Linked DNA regions of Mus musculus: region 1 is linked to region 2. Evidence: chromatin contacts called from public Hi-C data. All regions are on one chromosome and are shown on one strand. Each heading gives the region's core, a stretch centred on a gene start, on an enhancer-like site or on the middle of the called end of the contact. The rest is flanking DNA. Distances are from core to core; before and after follow the strand shown.

Region 1 (4,820 bases), core at 670-3,169, 980 kb before region 2:
AGTGGCTGTGGGCTCTGGGTGCTGACTGTAAGAGATGGATATCGGCTCAAGACCCCCCAAGATCAAGTTCTCAGCACAAAGGAGATGTAGTTGCCCCAGAGAGACAAAGTGCAGGGAATAAGAGTCAAAGACAGGACATGAGGGAGAAGGGGGAGGGGACAAGGGAGAAGGGGGAGGGGACAAGGGAGAAGGGGGAGTGGACAAGGGAGAGAGGGCAAGGGCATTTGTCCCAGAGTCGAGAGGCACAGGTCTGCCTCTGGATAGTGAGAAGGCAGACGTGGCCCTTAGGCAAATGGCAGTTTATGAAGATAAAAGGGGGAAACCCTGCGTTAGGATGCAGTGTTTAATTTTGATTAGGCAGGTTAACTAGGTGAGCCAAAGCTTTCGATTGCTGGATGTCAATACTTTGATAGCTGGACCTTGGTAGTCAGTCAGCCTCAGGACAAGTAGACAAATAAGCGAATAGACTTTGGTGGCCAGCTTTAGGAATGCGAGGCAGAGGGCATGGGAGAGAAGGGCAAGGCCTGACAGAACTATGTGTGGCGTGCTCCGGCTGGCTAGAGTCCCTTCTCTGTCTGCAAGGGGCTCTGACAAGGGTCTGGTTGTGCACATTGGTACAGTTCTCTAGGTTTTGACTCACAGCCCAGGCTGGCTTGAGCTTGCAGTCTTCTGTTTCAGCCTCCACAGCAGTGGGGTTACTGGATATATGCCACCATGCTCAATTCCCCTGGACGCTATTATAGAGTCCTTCCAGTTCACTGTTGCCGGTGTTCAGGAGTGGTGTTCTGGGCCAGAGATAGTGCTGAGGTAAAAGGCATAAGCCACCCACTCAATGCAAAGATTGTTAAAAAAAAAACGATTTTAATTTTATGTGCATTGGTGTTTTGCCTGCATGCCTGTCCGTCTGGGGGTATCAGATCTTCCAGAACTGGAGTTATGGATGGTTGTGAGCTGACATGTGGGTCCTGGGATTTGAACCCTGGTCCTGTGGAAGGACAGTCAGTGTTCTGAACCGCTGAGCCTTCTCTCTATCTAGCCCTTGATGCCGAGATTTTAGAACGTCAACATCAAGCCCAGTTTGTGGCTCACAATTAGAACCAGAAAATAGGTTCTCCTCAGTGCAGTGAATGCAGTGTGCCAGTGCTGACTCCCCTCAGGGTCCTCACAGCAAGTTGACAAAAGTGTGTGTGTGTGTGTGTGTGTGTGAGAGAGAGAGAGAGAGAGAGAGAGAGAGAGAGAGAGAGAGAGAGAGAGAGTGCCTGTCTGTCTCCAAGCCCAGCCTAGTCCTCACCCATGGGGGCATGTCCATATCTAGCTGAAGAATGACTATTGAGGAACACAAATGAATGACAGAGGCTCCCTGGTGTCCCCTCCCTGGTGTGTCTCTCCCTGGTGTCCCCTCTCTGGAGTCCCCTCCCTGGTGTCTCCTCCCTGGTGTCCCCTCCCTGGTGTCCCCTCCTTGGTGTCTCCTCCCTGATGTCTCCCTCCTGGTGTCCCCTCCCTGGTGTCCCCTCTCTGGAGTCCCATCCTTCGTTCCTCAGCCACAGCTGGCAGAAGCTCAAAGACTGAGCAGTGTCCACTGGCCAGCTGCACTCTGACCCTTGCTCTCCTGAGTGGCCTCTCAGCCCATCTGGAAGCAGAAGGGCCTGCCCCCAGGGCCCCAAGCCTCCAAAGTGGGAACAGATATCTCCAGTCACTTAGACTGTGAGGAAGCCCAGGCCCCTATCTCTCCTCAGCCTCCAAGCCAAGCAGTTCTGGGAGGGGACAGTTAATTTGAAAAATGTTTCCATGGTTGAATGGAAACTTCTGCTGGGCAAAGGGAAGAAAGGAATTGTTAACGAACTACAGAAGCCCAGGGCCTTTCATCTTCAGTTCTTGGAAGAGCCAGACTGTTCTGGCCTGGAACAGCGTGTTCTCCCAAATAGCCCAGGCACAGCCAGCCAGGGAGCACGGGCTTTGGAAGATGACCACAGAGTGGCCATCACCAACCATCCCGGATGTGCACATGTCCTGTCTTGTGACCCTCTTTTGTGTGCTCATTTAAAGAGGGTCCAGAAGCTGGGACTGCACTTTGGACCCGGGTCCCTGGGAATTCTAACCACACAGGGTTTACCCTGAAAGCGAGCCTCAGACAGCTCAGAGGAACTTAGCCGTTTAGGTCAGGGACGAACGCCATAGAGGAAGAATCAGCCAGGCAGGGCCTGGTAGAGGTTCACCCTGGGTCTCTGGCAGCAGCTTAAATGTCTGCATTTTCTGGAGGCCCATCTGGCTGCAGAGTTCAGGAAGTCAGAGGACCGAGTGGGGCTCAGGGAACTTCTGGGATGTGGGAAGAGGTTTACACTGTCTACTGGAGCACAGCTCATAACTGCAGGAAGGCATACTCACACTCAAAGTTCATCTTGAAGTTAGAAATGCCAATGCTGAATAGAATGCATGGGGGGGGGTGTGGGCATGTGTGTATGTGTGTGTGGCTGTGTGTGTATGTGTGTGTGTCTATGTGTGTGTTAGGGTGTGTGTGTGTGTGTCTGTGTGTGTTAGGGTGTGTGTGTGTGTCTGTGTGTGTGTCAGGGTGTGTGTGTCTGTGTGTATTAGGGTGTGTGTGTGGCTATGTGTGTTAGGGTGTGTGTCTGTGTGTGTTAGGGTGTGTGTGTGTCTGTGTGTGTGTTAGGGTGTGTGTGTGTGGCTGTATGTGTTAGGGTGTGTGTGTGTGTGGCTGTGTGTGTTAAGGTGTGTGTGTGTGTGTTAGGGTATGTGTGTGTGTCTGTGTGTTAGGGTATGTGTGTGTGTGTGAAGTTAGGGATGTGGGTGAAGCATTGGCTTTTGTCTTATGTTTCTCTCCCTGGTTGTGACAAGATACCAGACAGTAGCTGCTTAAGAAGGAGGGGTTTGTTCTGCCTCACAGTTTGAGACACAGGGGGTGTTGCAGGCCTTGGGTCACACTGTGAGCTCAGCCAGGAAGCAGAGAGACATGTGACCTTTTCCTCTTTCAGTCTGAGATGCCAGCACACAAAGGCTTCTGCTGCCTGTTAAGGGTGGGCCTTCTCATTTCAGTTAAACTTCTCTGAAAACACACACACACACACACACACACACACACACTTTCCCCACAACTTCTTCACCCTCACATACACACACATGCATACATGCACACACAGAAACATAAACACACGCGCGCACACACACACACACAGACACACACAGACACACTCGGAGATGGTCTCCCAGGAGATTCTAAATCCTGTCAGGCTAACTATAAAAATGAATCCTCACAGGCTGTCTTAGTCAGTGTACTCAGTGTTCTACTGCTGTGAAGAGACACCAAGACCATGGCAACTCTTATAAAGGAAAGCGTTTAATTGTGGCTTGCTTACAGCATCAGAGACTTAGCTTATTATTGTCAGGTGGAAGAGCATGGTGGAGCACAGGCAGACTTGGCGCTGTAACAGTTGAGAGTTCTACATCCAGATCTGGAGGCAGCATGAAGAGAGAGAGTCTGGCCCTGGGTTGAGCATTTGAGACCCCCAAAGCCCATCCCCAGTGACGACTTCCTCCAACAAGACCACACTGATTCCAACAAGACCACACCTACTCCAACAAGGCCACACCTCCTAATCCCTGTCAAGTAATACCACTCCCTAATGACCAATCCTTTAAATTTATGAGCCTCTGGGGACTACTCCTATTCAAACCACCACACAGGTTTATAGTGTATTTTTGAAAACATGGGGCAATGACTATGAATTCTGTTTAGGAAAAGAAAGTCTCAAAAAAAAAAAAAAAAAAAAAAAACCAAACAAGACTACAGAGCCTGGACTGCTATTGAGGAGAGAGGCCACTCACTGATATATTCAAGGCCCAGGAAGTAAACTAAAATTGCAAGGCTCAGGAACTTCCTGAAACTTACAAGATTCACAAGGTCTCTCCCCAAGGCTATGTAAGTAGTAACAGTGGCTGAGAAGAGGAGACTCTAAGAGTTGTCTGCAAGCTGCACAGGTAGCTTTAGGGATACAGCTTTTTGTGAGTCATTATTGTGCTGGAGTTGACTTCTTAGTGACATAGTTGCCCTTGAACTCCCTGCTCCTGTGAGTAACCCCTCAGTAATGCCCTTGTGAGTAATCTCTCTCACACTTCTGTAAGTAACTCTAAAAAACTCACTGGTTCACTGGGGTAGGTTTTAAATGGAACTGTCTCTTTGGTCTGTCTTCAACGTCCTGTCTGGGATGCATAGATATTTGTCACATCTCCCCAGGGAAAGTGATACAGCAGCTGTGAAGTGAATCCAGGGCCAGCCTGGGATACATAACGAGACTCCGAAAAAGACAATAATTGTGTGGGATACTGAGATGGGATGAAATGTAGACCAAGAAAACCAGTATGGGTTTTCTTTTTTTTTTTCTTCCATTTTTTTATTAGGTATTTAGCTCATTTACATTTCCAATGCTATACCAAAAGTCCCCCATACCCACCCACCCCCACTCCCCTACCCACCCACTCCCCCTTTTTGGCCCTGGCGTTCCCCTGTACTGGGGCATATAAAGTTTGCAAGTCCAATGGGCCTCTCTTTCCAGTGATGGCCGACTAGGTCATCTTTTGATACATATGCAGCTAGAGTCAAGAGCTCCGGGGTACTGGTTAGTTCATAATGTTGTTCCACCTATAGGGTTGCAGATCCCTTTAGCTCCTTGGCTACTTTCTCTAGCTCCTCCATTGGGAGCCCTGTGATCCATCCCTTAGCTGACTGTGAGCATCCACTTCTGTGTTTGCTAGGCCCCGGCTTAGTCTCACAAGAGACAGCTACATCTGGGTTCTTTCAATAAAAT
Region 2 (4,971 bases), core at 44-2,543:
CTTCTCTCTTCCCCAGGTCAGTCCTGTGCTCCCGCCATTCACCTAGCCTCTCTGGGGTTCTTTCTGAGACCACAAGCTGGGTTTCCTTTTCCCTGATAGGCTGGGGTAATTCTGGGCTGTGGACGTCCCCTAAGGTCCCAGGCTCTTTCTTGGCACTTTTACTTTCTGTAAAGGGAAAGCAAACCCTTCCTCCCGAATTGGAGCGGGGTGGGGGGTGGGGGTGGGGCAAGGCCATTGTCCTCCTCTGTGTTTGAGGGACAAGAACTGAGATAGTGATATTATTGATGATGTTGCCATAGCAATGACCCTTGGGAGGCAGACATTCCAACTCTAACTGGGACAAAGGTGCCAGACCTGTGTTGGGGGAATGTGACATGCACACTGGTACGGCAGGCAAGGCACACATGGGACCATCTCCTAACCTGACAGCTGCCCTATGGGAGAGTCTCTGGTGGGAAAGCACCATAGGGCCTCTCAAAGGATCCAGGGAAGGCAATGGAAAGAGACACTGGGCCGGATGTGGCCAGACACATCTTCCACCACATCGACCCATATGCACGGGTGGTTTGCAACGTGGGCATGCCCCCTTCTCAGACTTGTAAAGAGCAAATGCAGTGTAGTGGGGGCTTCGGGCCATGCATCTCATCTTCCAGAGAACTCTAGGACAGAGATTCTCAACCGTTCTAATACTCTGACCCTTTAATACAGTTCCTCACGTTGCAGTGACCTCCAATTATAAAATTATTTTTGTTGCTACTTTGTAACTATACTTTCGCTACTGTTATGAATTGTAATGTAAATATCTGATAGGCAGGATATCTGATATACACTCCCCCAACGGGGTCTCAACCCACAAGTTGAGAGAGGCTGGTCTAGGAAGAGACTATAAAAGAGATCCCTAATAAACCTCCACCCTCCCAGCCGCTTCTTAGTCCCACTTAGGGTTCTGTGACAGCTTTCCCCTAGCTCCTGGCTTGAAACCCTGTCTCTCTAAAGCATGCAGAGGTCCTCTTGCACTTCACCCCTCTAGTTACAGCTTCCCATGGCTTCCTCCTGCCTGGGTTGAGGTCCAGGGACAACTTTATAGTCACTTGTCCCGCCTCAGAAGTCAGACCCATGGTCTTCTAATTCTGCCCATCAGGTGAAGCTGAGGCTCAGACACGAGGCAAGTTGCTCATAGCATGTGCTAGCTCCTTTTGGCAATCGATGTGGCAGCTAAGGGCCTTGTCTCCCCATTATACCCCGCCTGGCCTAGCACTAAGGAGACACTCAGCCCAAGTTTGCAGAGCATAATTGGATTTGCATGGGTCAGATCAGATTAGCCTTGAGCTGGCGGGCACCAGGCACGTGAAAACCAGGACTTCCGGGAATGACTGAAATTCTTGCAACTCCTCTGTAGCGGGAAGCAAGCAGGCTTTCTCTGAACTTGGCACATGTGGCCCCCATCCCTACACCTAGGGAGATGTGTAGGAAAGCATGTGGTTTGCAACCCTCTCAGGAGCAGACGTGGTCCAGGCAGAGTAAGCAAGGCCTACAGTCCTGAGTCACAGAAGCTATATACTAGGCTACCTACCCTGGCTGGGTAACCATCTGTAGCCAAAGTTGCCAGCGCAGCCATGCAGAGGCCAGAGGCTGGGGAGCATCTTCCATTGTGGAGTCTGAACCACAGGAGTGGCTGGTACCCAGTGCCTCGCGTGCCTACTGCAAACTTGTGCCTCTTGGGCCTGCATTCTCCTTGATTCTAGAAAATATAGTTTTTGGTGAAGATCATTATGTTTGCGTGTGGTGAGTTTTAAGATGTAACTTTTAAATCCAACAAAGATTTTAACTGTATGGCTTGGTACGGGAGCCTGGGATAAGAGACTAAGCTGGGGAACCTTGGCTTTGCCCCAAGGTTACAGTGGGGGACAGAGACCTTTCACATGTGTGTGCTAGCTCATGAGCACACACACACACACACACACACACACACACACACACACACACACACCAGTTGTAGAGCAGACTAAGAGGAAACTTTTGGAATCTTCTGGCTGCATCCTTAAGACCAGCTCTGTGGCTCCCTGGTCCCTTCCTGCAGCCACACCACTGACCATTGGCTGCAGCAACCACAGTGATGTTGGACCACTGCCCCAGAGTCTCTCCAGAGTGTGACCCCTTAGCTCATGACTAGAGTCTGGACACTGGAAAGGAAAAACTTGATGGCGACAGATCCTCAGGAGGAGAAGGCATGGCAGTTTCTAAAACATAGCTCTCTGTGGTCCAGGATTCAGGGCCACACCAGCTCCTCAGGGCCACATTCATGGCTGGCTGGCGATGTGTGAGGCTTCACAGAAGTTGCAATTCTTTGACTAGAAATGGAAATTCAATCTCCCTTTCTTCACCTCAAATAAGCTGAGCTAAACAGAGCCTATGGGCTCTTCCATGCCTGGAACAATAAACCAGGTATGTTGGGGTATTGATCTGGGCTAGCTTGGGGCAGCTCTGCAAAATCACTGTGGCCTGGAGGATAACCTGGGGGGTCAAGAGGCTTTATTGTAACTGATGGATGAACTCAGAGGTAGCCTTTTCGGAAGTCATTTATGGAAGACAGGAGGAAGGAACCAGGAAGGAGAAGCTAGGGGATACTGCGGGCAGTATGGGATTGTGGGCCCCAGGAGAATGCACATGGGAACATCTGAACTGCTGGAGAGCTATAGGAGCAGCCACATCAGCAAGGAGTTAGCATGACCTAGACTGTGAGCTGCCCACTGAGAGTGCCCATCATGAGTCAAGGAGGCTGCTTGGTAGCCAGGTTCTTGCCAGGCAAGGCATCCCAGGAAACTAGAAGTGGCTGGATGACTGAGAAAGTTCCTATCCTGAAGCCACCTCTGCATCTGCCTGCCAGCACCCATCAGGGAGCTGCCTCTCACAGATCTGCAGGAGCAGGCCGGGGTCCGCAGAGGTAGTTGGACTGTTGAATGCCAGCCAAGCACTGGGCATCTTCCTGTCTGTGGCCTTGGTGAATGTTTCTACCTAATCCTCAAGGATGAGGGTATCGGTGTCATGCATGTTCACGGGTGAGGCTCAGAGACGGGAAGGCACACGGCTTTTGGGGAAGCCAGACTGATGTCCACACCTCCTCGAGCCTACATGGGCTTTCTAATGAAGCTGCATGCTGGGATTGGCTCATACTGGCTCAGGAGCAACCCTGGTTAGTGGTGACCAGCTGAGGTGTGAGTGTTTGTACAGAAATAGGCTCTGGCCACAGGTCACCTCCCTCCCGGTGACTACAGAACAGGGGCCATCAGGCCTCCGTCACCACCATCAGGCTTGGGTGCCGTTGAAAATTGAGGCGAGGAAAGGGGTGGTGTGACTTCCTTTGGTGCCCTGGGTGTTTTGCCTGTCTGTCATGGGTCAGTAAGTCAAAGTCAGTAGGTCAGTCTGTCTCTGCACTGCTATAGCCGCTTGGCTTGAACTGATGAGCAAATCAAAGGGAGGGAGAAGAAGAGATGCCAGGCAAGGCATCCCAGTGATAAGTCAGGTGTTGAACAAAATGGGGCTGTAGTTCATTTCCATCTGTAAATTCACTTTAGACTGCTTTCTTTTTTCTTCGTAAGAAAAAAACTTTATCACAATGCTGGGAAAGAACTTGTGGCTGCTGCCATGCTAGCCAAAGCACTCTACTGAGCCACACCTCCAGCCCAAGACTTTCTTGGTCTATAGTATAACTGCCAGAGATTTGTCCCTTGAAACATGTCCAAGTTATTAACAGCCCATGTACAGCCCACCGGGTCACAGTTACGCTCTCTTGCTTTGTACCAGGACCCAGTGTGGCCCCTGAGGAAGAGATATTACCACCTCAGGGGTTTCTTCCCTCTCCCAGACAGCTTCACTCACCGAGTTCTTTCAGCTGGAGGGGACATCAGGTCCCAGAGCCAGTGTGCAGCACACAGCGGCTCTCTGCCTTTTGATCTGCCTGTGACCTGCAACCCCTCACTTGACCCCCTCATAAATTCTGGAAACTCCTCACAAATCACCAAGAAGATAAACATCAACTGGGGTCATCATAAGGAGGTCCAAGCAATGCCAGGCAGACAGGGAGGAAACAGAGCTTACTTAGTGGATACAAAGGTATCATGGACCCATTGGCAGCTGAGGAGAGGCCAAATGGTCCCGGCTGATGTTACACACCTAACCCTGCAATCCCATGTCAAGCAGGAGCTGTGCCTATGGGCTCAGAGATGTCATTTAGACTGTACCTTACAGGACCCAGGCGCTGTGGCAGAATGCACCTGTGGCTAAGTGTGTTTGTGCACACACACGTACATATGCATGCGAGTGCTGCCTGCAGTAGCTGACCAAACACACTCACCATTGCACTAAGATACTACAAGTCATTTCTCCACAGCCTGGGGCTTTTCTCTCTCCCGCTTTGGCTGGTCTCCAACCTCTGTCTTGTCTGTCTCTCTTCTCAGAGGGTATGAACTGCATGAACAAAGACCATGGCTGTGCCCACATCTGCCGGGAGACGCCCAAAGGTGGGGTAGCCTGTGACTGCAGGCCCGGCTTTGACCTTGCCCAAAACCAGAAGGACTGCACACGTAGGTAGACGGAGGCAAATGGGTCAGACACCCCCACGTGTCTCCTACCATTGCTTTTGTGTGTGGCGGTGGGTCTGTTCAGGGTGCTGGATGTTGCTCGGGGAAGGATCTCAGCACCCTGGGGTAGGTGGAGGACGCGGTCTGCTGAGGGGCTCTGGGAAGCTGGAGGGATGGGTCATGACCTCCCAGTTTGGAGTTTTCTATCCCTGGTATGGTATCATCAACACAGCCCCAGGCACTGGCTTGGACCATCTAGAGGGTCCTGAAGTCAAACTCTCCTGTGGGGGAGGGGGGCTATAGCTCAGAATTTTTAAAGCCTCATTTTGTCTATCAGCCTGAAAAGCCTTGGGTGACAGAACAGTATAAAGAAGTAAAGGAGGGTGGATGG

Evidence for each region. A called contact is a pair of places that touch in the nucleus more often than the background predicts.
Region 1: a contact with region 2 is called in a Hi-C map of the N1E-115 cell line, with 4 times the contacts expected there. The contact joins two enhancer-like sites. A contact is called at or near these places in 2 of 484 Hi-C or Micro-C datasets (the N1E-115 cell line and myocytes).

What each region holds. Positions count from the first base shown.
Region 1 is chr15:84,636,735-84,641,554 of GRCm38.p6, reverse strand. No RefSeq gene overlaps it. Among named protein-coding and RNA genes, the nearest start is that of Gm34201, 12 kb to the right of the region's middle. Within about 2 kb of position 1,919, at least 92 of the 459 cell types and tissues checked have an H3K27ac peak or open chromatin away from gene starts, as enhancers often do. A contact at or near this core is called in the N1E-115 cell line, where this site is marked.
Region 2 is chr15:83,658,638-83,663,608 of GRCm38.p6, reverse strand. It overlaps Scube1 (signal peptide, CUB domain, EGF-like 1), which reads left to right. Exons shown (of 22, transcript NM_022723.3): 5 at 4,458-4,583. Among named protein-coding and RNA genes, the nearest start is that of Gm52183, 33 kb to the left of the region's middle. Within about 2 kb of position 1,293, at least 6 of the 459 cell types and tissues checked have an H3K27ac peak or open chromatin away from gene starts, as enhancers often do. A contact at or near this core is called in the N1E-115 cell line, where this site is marked.